2 separate regions of the Mus musculus genome follow, and region 2 is linked to region 1. Evidence: chromatin contacts called from public HiChIP or PLAC-seq data. All regions are on one chromosome and are shown on one strand. Each heading gives the region's core, a stretch centred on a gene start, on an enhancer-like site or on the middle of the called end of the contact. The rest is flanking DNA. Distances are from core to core; before and after follow the strand shown.

The links. HiChIP or PLAC-seq counts read pairs in DNA pulled down with a chosen protein or histone mark.
Region 2: an H3K4me3 HiChIP or PLAC-seq map of forebrain shows a contact between it and region 1, with 5 times the contacts expected there. The contact joins two enhancer-like sites. A contact is called at or near these places in 1 of 15 datasets of contacts at CTCF or cohesin (large pre-B cells), 6 of 484 Hi-C or Micro-C datasets (the HPC-7 cell line, bone marrow-derived macrophages, cardiomyocytes and 3 more) and 5 of 115 datasets of contacts at active chromatin or transcription factors (SST interneurons, embryonic stem cells, forebrain and 1 more).

What each region holds. Positions count from the first base shown.
Region 1 is chr5:65,001,286-65,005,734 of GRCm38.p6, reverse strand. All of the region lies in intron 3 of Fam114a1 (family with sequence similarity 114, member A1), which reads right to left. The region is part of intron 2 of Gm32374 (a long non-coding RNA gene); the gene reads left to right. Among named protein-coding and RNA genes, the nearest start is that of Gm32374, 17 kb to the left of the region's middle. Within about 2 kb of position 2,049, at least 37 of the 459 cell types and tissues checked have an H3K27ac peak or open chromatin away from gene starts, as enhancers often do. A contact at or near this core is called in forebrain, where this site is marked.
Region 2 is chr5:65,174,001-65,178,449 of GRCm38.p6, reverse strand. No RefSeq gene overlaps it. Among named protein-coding and RNA genes, the nearest start is that of Wdr19, 23 kb to the left of the region's middle. Within about 2 kb of position 2,624, at least 77 of the 459 cell types and tissues checked have an H3K27ac peak or open chromatin away from gene starts, as enhancers often do. A contact at or near this core is called in forebrain, where this site is marked.

The sequences.
Region 1 (4,449 bases), core at 800-3,299:
CTAATCTCACAAGACCATCTGGACTGCGGGGTTCTACCCTGAATGGCAGCAATGTGTTCAGATTCCCTGTGGTAGGATCCAAAGATGAACTCAGCATGGTCAGGCTGAGTGGCCTTAAAGCCACTCTCTTTTGTGACTCAGTTTCCTCACTATGTTCCCAGACCCCTTTTGGCTTCTGCCATGGTGGCTGTTTTTAACAGGGAAACTCCAAACTCAAGTCAGCGTCTTTGAAAGGCATGTCTTCATCCTGTTTTCTAAAGTGTCATATGGCTGATCAATCGTTCTCTTGTGGTCGCTGTTGGCTTTTTGAAGTCCTAGCACATGGCAGGTGCTCAGTTAACATGGGCTGGATTGAAGTCAGATGACCTTCAATACGTTCCTATGTATAAACCTATGTATAATATGTTCCTAGGATTATATGTATGGTGGCATATAATCCTAACACTCAGGGGGCTGAGGCAGGAGGATGGCAAGTTTGAGTCTAGCCTAGTCTGCATAAGATTCTAGGTCAGTGTGGGCTACTTAGCAAGATCGTGTCTCTAAACAAAACAAAGCCCTCCAAACAAACAAATAAAAAAATAACACTACAGTTCCTCAAACGTACACCATGAAAGGTCTTGAGCTGACAGCTCTAAATCAAAGGGTCACTCAGTGGGGAAATTGGGAAGGAGTAGCAGTCCAAAGTAGGCTGAAGGTCACGGACTCCATCAGACTAATAGCACCTGTATTTCCAAGAAGGGACAGTCTTTATTTCCAAGACACTGGCACAGTTGGGATTCGGTAAGGAGTACAGAGCAGACCTTCCCACTCATTGGGTAAAAACCAACCCTTGACTTGATAGAAAAGAGTCTTCTATTTCATCCACAGACAGCTTGACACCCTGCACTAAGATGGGGTAAGCCTTTCTTAGACAGGAGGAAGGGATCAAAGCACTGGTAGACCACTGCGGTCCTCATGGCTACTGGAGTTCTAGAAGGAAAAACAGCCTGTGCCCCCTCCATCTGGGTGCCTGCTACCTGCCGTGGCATGTAAGGAGAAAGGAAGCACGCATCCTGGGACCCTGGGTTGTTCAAACACGAGGCAGTGGTAACCAAGTCAAAGGAAGACACCAGAGTCAACTAGAACCAGTCAGAATTACAAAACACTGTTCAAATGACTGTTCATCCATCTCTTGAGTTAGAGGAAGACACAGATGAGACTCATACATACTCAAAAGAGTAGTATTTTGGATCTGATATCAATGCATAGAACCCTGTGGAAATCTAGGTGTGGTGGCATGAGTTTGTAGCCTCAGAGCTGGGGACATAGAGACAGATACATCCCTGGGGCTTGACATCCAGCCGTTGTAACTGAATCAGTAAATTTCAGGCCAAGTGAGCCATGCTGTTTCAAAAGGCAAGGCAGACACAATCCTGAGGAATACCCTTTGACTTTCGAGGTTAGCCTTTGGCCTCTGCACATACTCACACATGCACCCCCACATACACACAGAAGGCCGATTTCTCAGTTCTAACCTGATTTATCAAAGCAACACAGGCAATGGTATTTACTGGCTTCTTCCAACGAAAGCTATTTGTCATCATATATTACCTACAAACCCTGAAAACTTAGGAAACATGATTTACAGCTTTAATTACAATAGAAATATGTGCCTACACTCATGCAGATAATTAAACACAGCTCAAACTCATTACTGAGTTACTCGGAAAAAAAAAAAAAAACAAACTGCTAAGCCGAAGACTTAATTATAAGCTTTCAATCTGACTCGAATTAATTCTTTCTAGCCTCCAAAGAATTCCAAACATTTCAATGGAATCTCATCGAAATTTCAGCAAACACTTAAGTCGTTGGCTTCATATTCTTCAAGGTAGTTTAAAAACAACAACAACAACATCCACACAGACTTTCCAAAAGGAGACTGCAGAATTCTCCACGCATAATTCACAGCTATAGATTTCTGAGAGCCAAAGTCAGGGAATAAGTGATCTCTGGAGGCACAGCTTGCTCAGCTCTGGGGCTCAGCGGCGCTCACACTCATTATTAGCTCTTTAATCTTCCGGGGCCTTACATCCCCCTCTTTGACTTCCTCCACAGTAGGTTAGTCTTGTCTGTTTCTCTGTTGGGAGAGCTGCTTCTCATCTTGGCCAGTCTGTAGTCCCAGCACTTGGAAAGCAGAGGAAGGTAAGAGACTAGCCTCAGCTACCTAACAAGTCCAAGGCTTGCCTGGGCTACATGAGATACCGTCTCAAACAAAACAGCAAAGGGAAAAAAAGAACAAGCCTCCCACATGACCACAGACAAGTGTGCATAAACTGTCTCCAGAACTACCCCTTTGTTTTCGGAATGGAAGACAGTTTTCATGTGCATGCAGCTAAGATGTGTTTAAGCCGGCATTTCACCATGGTGCTATCTGTTCTCTGATTAACAATTCTAAGTTTTTTTGTAAGTAAAAGAAAGTACTTTCTGAATTTTCCTAGAAATTCAAATTTAAGCGTTATATTTACCTAAATATTGTGATTTTTTTTTAAATAGGTAGAGACTGCCACACCCTACTTAGCTGAGCCACTTCCAAAGCTTGACTTAGTGTGACATCTAGTGCCCAGATAAGGAAATCATAACAGAGCCACTGGGACTTTTATTTTTGACTAATGACTCCATTTCCAGAGGTTTCTACTAACAAGAAAAAGACAACAAATGTGTGTGACACTACTTGGTGTCGTTTGTGAAATAACTTCACACCACCACAAACCCTAAATATTCTAAAACATGGAAGGCTCCGGAATCCCAAGGCTCTGAGGCTGGGACTGGGTCTGGTTTTCAGGCTGCAGTAGGTGAGTGCTGGAAAGCCAAACCAGAAAACAAAACAAAACAAAACAAAACAAAAAAAAACACAAACAAACAAACAAACAAACAAAAAAAAACCCAGCAAACCCAAATCAAGACAAGAGGGCAAGAATGTCCCAAGAATGTTGCAGGACAGTGTCCTCTAAAAACATTCCATGGCCATCTGGCTTTTTAATTACCTGTGCTTACACGCTAAATGAAAGCAATCTAGACTGAAATCCGCCAAGGACATTGGTCCCACAATTTCTTAGCTGTGTGATGTTAACTTAGTTACCTAATTTGTCCGCGTGTCTCTGCTTCTGTGCTTTTTCTGCCATGAGAATTATAATATCGACCTTCCAAAATCTCTCCTCTATACCTTTAGGACATCCCAGACACTGTATTAAAGTGTCTACTTTTCTTAATAACACTGTGCTAAGAGATGTGTAATACCCCTTCCATAACTGAGAAAACTGAGGTCAATCAAAAGAACGTTATCTGCCAAAGGTCCCAAAGTTGGTAAGCGGGAAGCAGGATTTAAATCCAGTCCATCTGATGCCAGAACCAACATGTATAATCCCTTTGACATACTGAGGAAGTTTTATAGTTGAGAATGCCTTCTAACCTTGAAGGTCAGATCCTTGGTCAGGCTCTTCTTTAGAACACTTTGACTTATGCTAACCTGAACTTGAGTTGCCTCACCTTGACCACACAGCAAGGTGAAGTCCATGTTCGAAGTGTGGCCTTACTCTGGCTCTTGTATCCCAGTCATGCCTTGCACGGTCAGGGTTGATGTTCGGAATCACTCCCTGTACTGGAAGACGTGGGGATGCGGTTGGGTTGGGACCATGGGGTATGGGGTGATACCACACCCCAGTTCAATATTCTTCTTAAGTCCTCTTCTTGTGAATCCTATCAAATCCAAAGGCCCAGCCCATTGGGAGAGAGAGATGAAATAGCATACTTGTGGAGGCTGGGTCTCCGACCAGTGGTAAAGAGGAATAGCTGTAGCTCTAGACAGCATGATCGGGTAGCCCAAGGCTGCTTTCTGTTAGACATATTTGCCAATGGCAAGGGCTGCAGCTACGTCATGAGGAGGTCTCTTCCCATCTAAATTGCTTTCTTTTAAATATATTTCCTTCTTTTAAAAACAGTACATACAAAACAGACAAAACCATCAATTGGTTCTCTGATCTACGTGGCTGAATTTTCCCCTAATACGTTTTGAGGGAAATGGGTATAACATAAAATGTATCCTCTTAAGTGCTCCACTACACAGTTTCATGGAGCAGACACACCGCTAATGTCCACTTCCAGACCTCATTTGTACCCATTAGGCAGTAGCGCCTCCTCCCTCTACCTACCAGGCCCTGATAACCTCTGTTTTACTCTGTGTCTTTCTGATTTTGGTCACTCTAAGAACCCTATCCAAGTGGAATCCCACAGTACTTGCTTTTTGTGCCTGGTCTTGTTTAGCTTAGCATAACGCCACTCAAGGTTCATCCATTTGTGGTGTGTGTCAGAATTCCCTTCCTTTTTAAGGTTGCATATTATTTCACTGTATACCCTGCTTGTTATATATACCATTGGCAGATCTATGGCTTGCACCTACATGTTAGTGTTGTG
Region 2 (4,449 bases), core at 1,375-3,874, 170 kb before region 1:
CAACAAAACTTCAGGGTGAGTTTGTGAGTTTGGCCAAAGGTCTCAGGCCCAGCAGCTCAATGCTCTGCTTGCTACTCCAGGTTCTTCCCGTTGTTTAGATTTTCATCCTCCTGTCCTCAGGGTTCCCACTGTCCTTTGATGTCTTAAAGAAAGTATATTTCACATTTTTCTTTTTCTTTTGTTTTTGTTTTGATTTTTTGAGACAGGGTTTCTCTGAGTAACCCTGGCGTTTTACTTTAGATTGTGACCAATATCTTGAGGAGCGTTTATAAATGTATCCTTGTTATTATATAAAATCACCGTTGTCTTGAACAGGTTATCACAGGCACTCTGTGTTCATGAGCTGCAATGATCACGGTGTGCCTGGAAGAGAGTAGTCCTTAAAACCTATGTGTATGCATATACTGTGTGTGTGAGGATGCATGCATATATGCACATGTGCATGCCCTACTGCATGTGTAGAGGTGAGAGGACAAATTTGGGGACTTGGTTCTCTCCTTCCAGGATGTGGATTCTGGGAGTCAAACTCAGGGCCTTGGTGACAAGCAAGCATCTTGCTAAACCATCTCACCACCCCTTCTTACACTCTTTCTGTTCCCTCCTCTAGGAGGTACCCTGAACCTTGGAGGGGTGATACAAATTTCCTACTCAGGCCCAAGCATTCAAAGGCCACTTATTTTCAGCTCAGAGTCTGCTGTAACCACCGCCCACTGTAAAAGGTAGCTTCTCTGGCCAAAGCCGGGAGCAGCACTGATCTAAGACTGTAAACTTCCGATATGTAGAAGGCAGCATGTGACAGGCACAGGACCCACTTAAATCAATAGATTTCTCAGTAGGGCTTATGGCATCTCCAGCCACGGCTTTTGATGAGGTTATAGTACCTGGCATAGATTCCCTCTCCTGGAGCAGTCTTTAACTCTAACCGGAGAGACACTGCTAACTCTATAATAGTCACGCTAGCAATAGGCTCTTGGTCTCATAGGCGCATCTTGTTAGTAGTGAGTGTGCAGGGTCCACGGCTGGGTTAAGACTTGATGACATTCCTCCCCAGCAGCCCGTAGCACCTTCCAGCACTCTGGAAGCCAGCCAGCTGGGAGAAAGCTTCTGGCTCAGCTCCAACTCTACTTCTTCTCTTTGTCCTTGTGATGACCATTTCTTGTTTTGACTGTTTCAGATTCCACGTGTAACACATTAACTCTCTCAACACGCAAATATTGAGTAAAATGTCAATACACTTGAAAATGTGTGAGGAAAGGAAACAGACGTCTGTTAATATTCCTGCCGAAAGTGGTCCACGTGATTCTTTCAGTAGGTTGAGAGGAAGGGCAGACGGGCTGGGTAAATGGGGCCTGTCTGCAGACTGCAGCCAGACGTTACTGCAGCCTCCTACAGGCCTCCACATATTTTGGAGTCATGGCATGGTGGTACACAGTTTTTATCCTAGCACTCAGGAGGCAGAAGTAGGCAGATCTCTTTGAGTTACAGACTGGCCAGGACTACTGAGGTGGTTTTGTTCTCCTCCTCCTCCCTCTTTTTCATTACTACCCTTAATTTTACTTTAAAAAGATTTCTACTTTAAATTCTGTATATACATGCATGGAAGATTTCTACTTTAAATTCTGTATATACATGCATGGAAGATTTCTACTTTAAATTCTGTATATACATGCATGGAAGATTTCTACTTTAAATTCTGTATATACATGCATGGAAGATTTCTACTTTAAATTCTGTATATACATGCATGGATGTGGATGGATTGCGTGCAGGGCGTGTACATGTTTGTGAATACAGGGGCCTGCAGAGGTAGAACAGGGCTGGGGATCCTCCAGGGCTGGAGTTACAGATGGCTATGAGGCACTGGTGTGAGTGCTGGGAACTGAACCCAGTATGTGCTCTTAAGCCATCTCTCCATTTCCTTACCCTCAGTTTTAAACAATAATTCCAGATTTCTTTAACAGTAGGATTGGTATGTAAAATAACAAATGGTCTGATCTTTCTCTCTCTCCTCTCTCTCACACACACACACAACACACACCCTCTGCATATGTACAACACTGCCATCATCCCTGACTGCCCCTTACTTCCTGATGATGGCACTGGTCTGGCTTTCCCATCCCCCCACTCATACTTTCCAGCCCTCTCCCAGCCTGCCTCCATCCCCAGCACACGAAGAGTAAAACCTCTGGGACTCTCTTAATTAACCCTGCACTCCGCTCCCTTGGGTGTGACTCAGCCCAAACACCACAGCTCCTCCATATCTATGTTCGTTCGTACAAAGGGAGTGAGGTCCTATATGAGAAGGCAGAACAGGTACACGCTAACCACAAATACGAATATAGGAACGCGTGCTAAATAAAAACGAATATAAAACACCCTCCAGTAAGCTCTGAATGAACTAACATGTGGTCCTCTCCTTTGCTTTATGATCGATTTGTGTGTAAGACATATGCCCTCCTACCCTTTAGCTCAGCGCCTGTATTGATCTAAGGTTTCTGAGGTAAAGGAATTCTCCGTTGGATTAACGCCTTCCCTTCCATCCTCCGCAGCTTTGCCACCGTGTTTCCAATACAGAATCCAGTAAGTAGGTCAGCGTTGCCAAACCTGTCACGTGGCATTTTCTCTCTGCCGTTCTCACAGGGTGCAGCTATTCTTGTGGCGCCCAGAGACAGCTCTCTGCACAGCAGCGTCTCACTAGCCTTCCTCGCTCCAGCTGCCGTGGAGCCACGACTCGGCTGGCCACAAAACCGATTCCATCCACACCGTTGTTAAACTCTGCTAATCCTATATTTACAAAGCTGTGTAACTTTAACTAGAGTTTCACAACATGCACCCCAGTCCCACTCATCTCCCCGTCCCCCCATATCTGCCCGCCACCCTTGCAACCTCCCCCTTAAGAAAAAATTAAAAAGCCACACAAACAAAACAGAACAAAAAACATAGAAAGCATCTCATGGTGGAAGCTGTAGTGTGTCACAGTGTGTCCCACAGTATCTTCCCTTGCAATGAATCACTGCTCTGGTTCCGGCTTCTGTGACATCATCAACATTGAATCCTCATCAGGACTCTTCCTGGTCATCCTGTTGTTGCCCTGTGTCCCGGAGATCCTGCAGCTTTGGGTCATCAGGGCCCGCCCCTTCACGCTCTCCGACAGGTCACAGGTGATGTAGATTTCGGAGTGGGCCAACTCAAAGCTGTGGGGCTGGGCCTGGGTGTTCGCTGAGCTGCTCAACCCGCTGCCTCTCCCGCATCTGCACCACAAGGGCAAGCTCTCCAGCACTGCTCCAGCTAAGCCACCCAGTGTTGCCATTGGCAGGAGGCAGAGGCAGAGGCAGGGGCTCGCTCAAGCACATCCAGGCCTCCAGAACCAGCTCCACTGTGTTGCCCAGATGAGGTGCAGGGCCGGCTCTCCTGAGTGTTGCAGCCAGTGTGGGATAGGGCATGTTCTGTACAGCCCTTGGACATCTATGTGGTCCCAGGCAGCTTCCCAGACCAGGGATGTCCCATGGTTTTTAGTGGTAATACAAGCCACAGATATCTACATTGACCCCTGGCGTGGAAATTTTTAGTTTCTTTAACAACTCAGCTGTGTCACATGATAATTTTCTGGAAGCTGTCTTGTGGGAGGGCAGGTGATGTTTTGCTGAAAACAGACACTTGAGAGGGTGCGTGATGTTTAAGAAGAATAGAAATGGAACCCCACACACAGTGAGAGGATGCTCTTGCATACACTGTGTGATGCTTCACTGGTCTTTGCTGGTCTTTACTGGTCTTTGCCGGTCTTTACCGGTCTTTGCTGGTCTTCACTGGTCTTTGTTGGTCTTCACTGATCTTCATTTCACCAAAGAACTTCTCATGGTATTCCAGCTGCTTCTGGCTGCTTCTGTTGACTCTCGCAGATTCAGCGGAGCCTTGCGGTTTCTTCTGGATCTAGCCATCACTGCTGATTCATGTTTGGTGTTTGCTATTGGACTGGACTGCTGACATCCTGACAATGAAGGGTGGAATCGCCCCCAAAGAACTACTTCCAAACAGGTCCATAACCCCCTTTTCCTATTAACCTTTCTCCCCTACTCCTTGTTGGAGGACTAGAAGGGAAGTTGAAGCATTTAAGAACCCTAAATAAAATATGTTTTTTTATTACATATTTTCCTCAATTACATTTCCAATGCTATCCCAAAAGTCCCCCATACCCTCCCCCCCCACTTCCCTACCCACTCATTCCCATTTTTTTTGGCCCTGGCGTTCCCCTGTACTGGGGCATATACAGTTTGCGTGTCCAATGGGCCTCTCTTTCCAGTGATGGCCGACTAGGCCATCTTTTGATACATATGCAGCTAGAGTCAAGAGCTCCGGGGTACTGGTTAGGTCATAATGTTGTTCCACCTATAGGGTTGCAGATCTCTTTAGCTCCTCCGGTACTTTCTCTAGCTCCTCCATTGGGAGCCC